2 separate regions of the Mus musculus genome follow, and region 2 is linked to region 1. Evidence: chromatin contacts called from public HiChIP or PLAC-seq data. All regions are on one chromosome and are shown on one strand. The core of a region is the stretch at or near the end of the contact, and the rest is flanking DNA. Distances in the headings are between cores, read along the strand shown.

Region 1 (2,797 bases), core at 165-2,664:
ATGAATTTATGAATTTATGAAATTCCTAGGCAAATGGATGGACCTGGAGGGCATCATCCTGAGTGAGGTAACACAATCACAAAGGAACTCTCATAATATGTACTCACTGATAAGTGGATATTAGCCCAAAACTTAGAAGACCCAAGATATAAGATACAATTTGCTAAACGCATGAAACTCAAGAAGAATGAAGACCAAAGTGTGGACACTGTGCCCCTTCTTAGAAATGGGAACAAAACACCCATGGAAGGAATTACAGAGACAAAGTTTGGAGCTGTGATGAAAGGATGGACCAACTAGAGACTGCCATATCCAGGGATCCACCCCATAATCAGCTTCCAAAAGCTCACACCATTGCATACACTAGCAAGATTTTGCTGAAAGGACCCAGATAGAGCTGTCTCATGTGAGACTAGGCAGGGGCCTAGCAAACACAGAAGTGGATGCTCACAGTCAGCTATTGGATGGATCACAGGGCTCCCAATGGAGGAGCTAGAGAAAGTACCCAAGGAGCTAAAGGGATCTGCAACCCTATAGGTGGAACAACAATATGAACTAACCAGTACCCTGGAGCTCTGGACTCTAGCTGCATGTGTATCAAAAGATGGCCTAGTTGGCCATCACTGGAAAGAGAGGCCCATTGGACACACAAACTTTATATGCCCAGTACAGGGGAACGCCAGGGCCAAAAAAATGGGAATGGGTGGGTAGGGAAGTTGGGGGGAGGGTATGGGGGGCTTTTGGGATAGCATTGGAAATGTAATTGAGCAAAATACGTAATAAAAAATATTAAAAAAAAAAAAGGTTATACTTCCTAACCATCCCCCAAATAGCGCCACCAACTGGGGACTATGTGTTCAAACATCTGAGCCTCCTGGGGACATTCTCACCCTAATCATCACAAGGGAGAACAAGGGATACTTGTCTGCTGTGTCTGCCTTTTTTTTCCCTTTCCTTTCTTAAACATCATGATCTCTAGCACAAAGGACAGTCTTAAGAGGTTTCACCAGTATCAAGCTTTAAAGTCTATATATTAATCCCAAATTTTCCAAATTATATAACTTGAAAAGCTTTACTTCTTAATTTTACTGCTTCTCCATGTCCAAACATCTTTCCCCAACCCCTACCATAAAGAGATAATCAGGCCTACCTCTCTCTAGGTTGATGAGAGAGCAGCGAGGAACACATCATATCCTGAACATCGTCTCTTCATTATTTTATTTGATCATCAGAGAAAATTCAGTGTCCATTTTTATCTTAATATATTCATGGCCCCTTTCCAAGAACATCAGGTACCTTGGAAGTAGCCTGACATTTAGCCAAAGACATGAATGACTAATTCAGAGTTGCATCTTAAAGACAGAAGCAGGATTTGGGTTTCCAACCACAACTATGTTAAACATCACACTTAGACCACACTTGTTCCCCGTGTGCATCTGATTCATCTGCTTTTTGTAGGAGTTGGTATTTATTTTTGCCTTCTGTGTTGCTTCAAGTCAGACAAAGCTTTGATATTAACTCTTACTGCAGTCTTCTGGCGAGAGCTGGCTGTGACCTGGGAGTGGTGGTGTGCTCAGCACATCACTCTTCACATTCAGGTGTTCAAGGACCATCATGCTTGCTCATTCATTCATTCATTCATTCGTTCCATCTTACCTCCCTCCCTCCTTCCTTTGTAGATTTATGGTGCATTTATCAATTGTACTTTCACAGTTATGCAATAGACTGTTGTTTAGAGTAATTTGGAAGTTGTCTAGTCTCCTTAGGTTGTCTTGGGCATTGCTTTCCCTTCGCTGAGTCAGGGGTCTGTTTCCTTAGGGTAGCTATGTTTTGTGTTTGAGTTGATATATGATTGGTTTTGATATTTTGTCTTACTGGATTTTATCTCAAAATATGAGGCTTGTTTTTTTTTTAATATGTTTTCATTTTGTGTATATGGGTTTAGTTTTAGGTATCACATGTGTGTCTGGTGCCTGCAGAGGCCAGGAAGAGTCAGACCTCCAGGAACTGGAGTTAGAGGTGGTGTGAGCACCGTGCTCTTACCTGCAGAGCTGTTTCTGCAGCCCCAGAACTTAAAAGTCTTAGAAAACCTACTCTATGCTGAATGCTACCCCAAAATATTTTTCATTTAAATTGTCTACTATGACCAAAACTTTGAAAGCAGTAGGTCTATCGGAAATTATTAAACCATAGTAATGGAATTTTTAAAGATTATTCAATCATTGCCCAGAAACCTCATCATGAAAATGTTCATGTCATTTTACTTTTAATTACATTCAAACTAATTAAATTCTTCTTGAATGCTGTATTAAACTCTACCTCTTGATTTTAAGCAAGAGCCCAAGGAAAATAATAAAAATTGCCTTTGCCACTAGGGAGATTTTTCTGGTCTATAACTGCAAATTTTGTTGTTTCTATTATTGGCTTGCACTCTTCTAAGGATTCTTTGGGGTAATACTTTCATTTTAAGCAACAGCCATTGCCACACATCATAAACAAGCACCGGGGCCTCAAAGCTCTGTCTTGTGGGCTTCTTTTAGAAGGTGGTGTGTATTGTCTTCAACTTTGAAGGTACCCTTCTAAATCACACTTTTTATCATAATCCCTAAATTCCCCAAAGGGATCATATTGAAACTTCTTTTAGAGTTAAGTTCCTCTTATGAGTTGAATTTTCAAGGAGCAATCTTTTTCCCCACCATTTCCTTATTTTCTGTGGGAGATGACTAATGTTTGTCATTGATCGCTATATGCCAGGCAGTAAACTTACCTCATGGTACTCCGTGGTTCACTGCCTCCT
Region 2 (2,759 bases), core at 178-2,677, 250 kb before region 1:
CTCATTACGGATGGTTATGAGCCATCATGTGGTTGCTGGGATTTGAACTCACGACCTTCAGAAGAGCAGTCAGCGCTCTTAACCGCTGAGCCATCTCTCCAGCCCCGTCCCCAACTGTCTTAACTGTGAAAATAGATAAAATCTGGAAGAGCTCATGGCCACCTCATCCCTGGACCCTCAGAGTCACCTCACTGGCTATGAGATCATTGAAACAAAAGTCCCCAAGGAGTCAGAATTTCCCCAGGAAGCTCATGCTTAGGGAAGGGAAGGGAGCCTGCCTCCCAGGAAGAGAGTCCATCAAGTTCTGAGCACTCCCAGCACTTGCTGGAAAGACTGGAGCAGAGACAACGATGGGTCAGCATGGGACTTGAGCCTCCAGAGCTGGGACCACACCGTGACCAGACTGCTTAGCTATGCACACCTCTTGCCCTCTATTTAAATCTAACCCTCATGTCAGGACTTTGGGGTGACTGCACCTTCTTATTTGTTCCATCCTTTCCAGTGTGGCCACATTGAAAAAAAAGCTCTTCTTTCTGTTGTTCACTGATTTTGGTTTGGTTTGGTTTTTCGAGACAGGGTTTCTCTGTATAGCTCTGGCTGTCCTGGAACTCACTGTGTAGACTAGGCTGGTCTTGAACTCAGAAATCCACCTGCCTCTGCCTCCCAAGTGCTGGGATTAAAGGTGTGTACCACCACTGCCTGGCTGTTGTTCACTGTTATTTGTCTCTTTAATTGATGTGTTGAGAATGTGTGACCAAGGGCTCATAAAGGCTGAGGCGGTCCGAGCTGTGACCTTAAGAACTCTGGTCTTGCTGGGCAGTGGTGGCGCATGCCTTTAATCCCAGCACTTGGGAGGCAGAGGCAGGTGGATTTCTGAGTTCGAGGCCAGCCTGGTCTACAAAGTGAGTTCCAGAGAGCCAGGGCTACACAGAGAAACCCTGTCTCGGAAAACAAAACAAAACAAAACTCTGGTCTTCTGCATATCCATAACATCATACGCTGTTTGCTTTTTGTTGTTTGGTTAGTCTGTATTCTTTACTCAGGAATCTATGGGAAACTTTATCCATGTCTAGCAAGACTCAACTAGTAATTCATTCCAGCTCATTGCAGCTTAGTGGTCCCTTGTATAGATATGCCACTATTCACAGTCACTCTATTCCACTGTCAACGAGTATTTGAGTCATACTACTGACTGTGCTGTGGCCTCTCACGGTGTGTAAACAAAGCTCTTATATCTGGTGTAACTTTATTTGGAGACAGACATTTAAGGAATTAATTAAGGTTAGAGAGTGTCATGAGTGTCCTTAGGAGAAGAGGGAAAGGCCCAGGCTGCACACATCCAAGGCACCATGAGGACCCTGAGAGAAGCAGCCGTGACTTGGCCAGGAAGAAAGGTTTCATCAGAAGCCGAGCTGCCCCTTTGATCTGGGCCGTGAGCCTCCAGAATCATCAGAAGTCTGATGTTCCGGGTGTGGCATTCTGTTAGGGCAGCCTGAGTAAGGAAGGGGCCGTGGTGAGCAAAGCTGCTTTAGAACACCCTCCCCAAAGACACAGTGCTTTCTTCCCGTGCAGCTGTCTCCAGGAGTGCAACATAAGGCTGGGTCGGGGTGCATGTTAGGGGAGGGGCACCATTCAAGAGCAAATGAAGTCAAGACATTGTGTTCCTAACGGCATCTAATCCATAGACCCCTTTCCAATTTCACCATGGAAAGGCTCATCTTCGACCACTCCTTGATTTAGTTGTCAAGTGTCTTTAGTCGCCTTCAGCCCCTGGCAGTTCCTCAATCTCTACTTTTGTGACCTTGACACTTGTAAAGATTACAGGCTGACTCTTTTGTTCTTTGTCCCTCGATTTCAGTTTTTCTGATCCTGTGTTCTCAGAGATGAAGTGGTACCCTTCCCTTGAGGCTGTTGGGATGCGTGCGTGTGCTCAATTTGCCCCATTACTAATGATAATGGCTTTTATTTGTTTGTTTATCTTGACACAGGATCTCACTATGTAATCCTGACTATCTTGGAACTCACTATGTAGACAAGGCTGGTCTTGAATTCATAGAGATACACCTGTCTCTGTTTCCAAGTGCTGGGATTAAGTACATGTGTGCTATCACACCTGACCTAAAACTGACTTTTTATAAAGATTTATTCTATCTATCTATCTATCTATCTATCTATCTATCTATCTATCTGTCTGTCTGTCTGTCTGTCTGTCTGTCTGTCTATCTATCTATCATCTAGATATATATCATCTATGTATGATATATGTATGTATGTATGTATGTATGTATGTATGTATCTACTTTGTGTGTGTGTGTGTGTGTGTGTGTGTGTGTGTGTGTGTGTAGCCCTGGCCATCCTGGAATTCACTCTGTAGACCAGGCTGGCCTCGAACTCACAAAGATCTGCCTGCCTCTGCCTCCGGAGTGCTGGGATTGAAGGCTTGTGCCACCACCACCCAGCTGATTTATTCTATTTTTATCTTATGTGTATGGGTGTTCTGAGTGCATCTGTTGTATGGACACCATGTGTGGACCTGGTGCCCAGGGAAGTAACAGGAGATTGTTGGATCTCCTGGAACTGAAGTTACAGACAGCTGTGAGCTACCATGTGGATGCCGGGAATTGAACTCTGATCCTCTGGAGGAAAAGCAGCAAGTACTCTTAGCTGCTGAGCCATGTCTCCAGGGCTGTTGTATTAACTTTTATTCTTCAACTAAGATGGTATATACGAGTTTCACTATAATTATTTAATAAACATTT

The links. HiChIP or PLAC-seq counts read pairs in DNA pulled down with a chosen protein or histone mark.
Region 2: a FOXA1 HiChIP or PLAC-seq map of pancreatic cancer cells shows a contact between it and region 1. The contact joins two enhancer-like sites. A contact is called at or near these places in 6 of 484 Hi-C or Micro-C datasets (embryonic fibroblasts, erythroid progenitors, group 2 innate lymphoid cells and 3 more) and 7 of 115 datasets of contacts at active chromatin or transcription factors (the HPC-7 cell line, T-cell acute lymphoblastic leukemia, Th2 cells and 4 more).

What each region holds. Positions count from the first base shown.
Region 1 is chr9:56,272,373-56,275,169 of GRCm38.p6, reverse strand. All of the region lies in intron 3 of Peak1 (pseudopodium-enriched atypical kinase 1), which reads left to right. All of the region lies in intron 5 of Peak1os (a long non-coding RNA gene), which reads right to left. Among named protein-coding and RNA genes, the nearest start is that of Peak1os, 32 kb to the right of the region's middle. Within about 2 kb of position 1,414, at least 53 of the 459 cell types and tissues checked have an H3K27ac peak or open chromatin away from gene starts, as enhancers often do. A contact at or near this core is called in pancreatic cancer cells, where this site is marked.
Region 2 is chr9:56,521,294-56,524,052 of GRCm38.p6, reverse strand. No RefSeq gene overlaps it. Among named protein-coding and RNA genes, the nearest start is that of Gm31529, 58 kb to the left of the region's middle. Within about 2 kb of position 1,427, at least 10 of the 459 cell types and tissues checked have an H3K27ac peak or open chromatin away from gene starts, as enhancers often do. A contact at or near this core is called in pancreatic cancer cells, where this site is marked.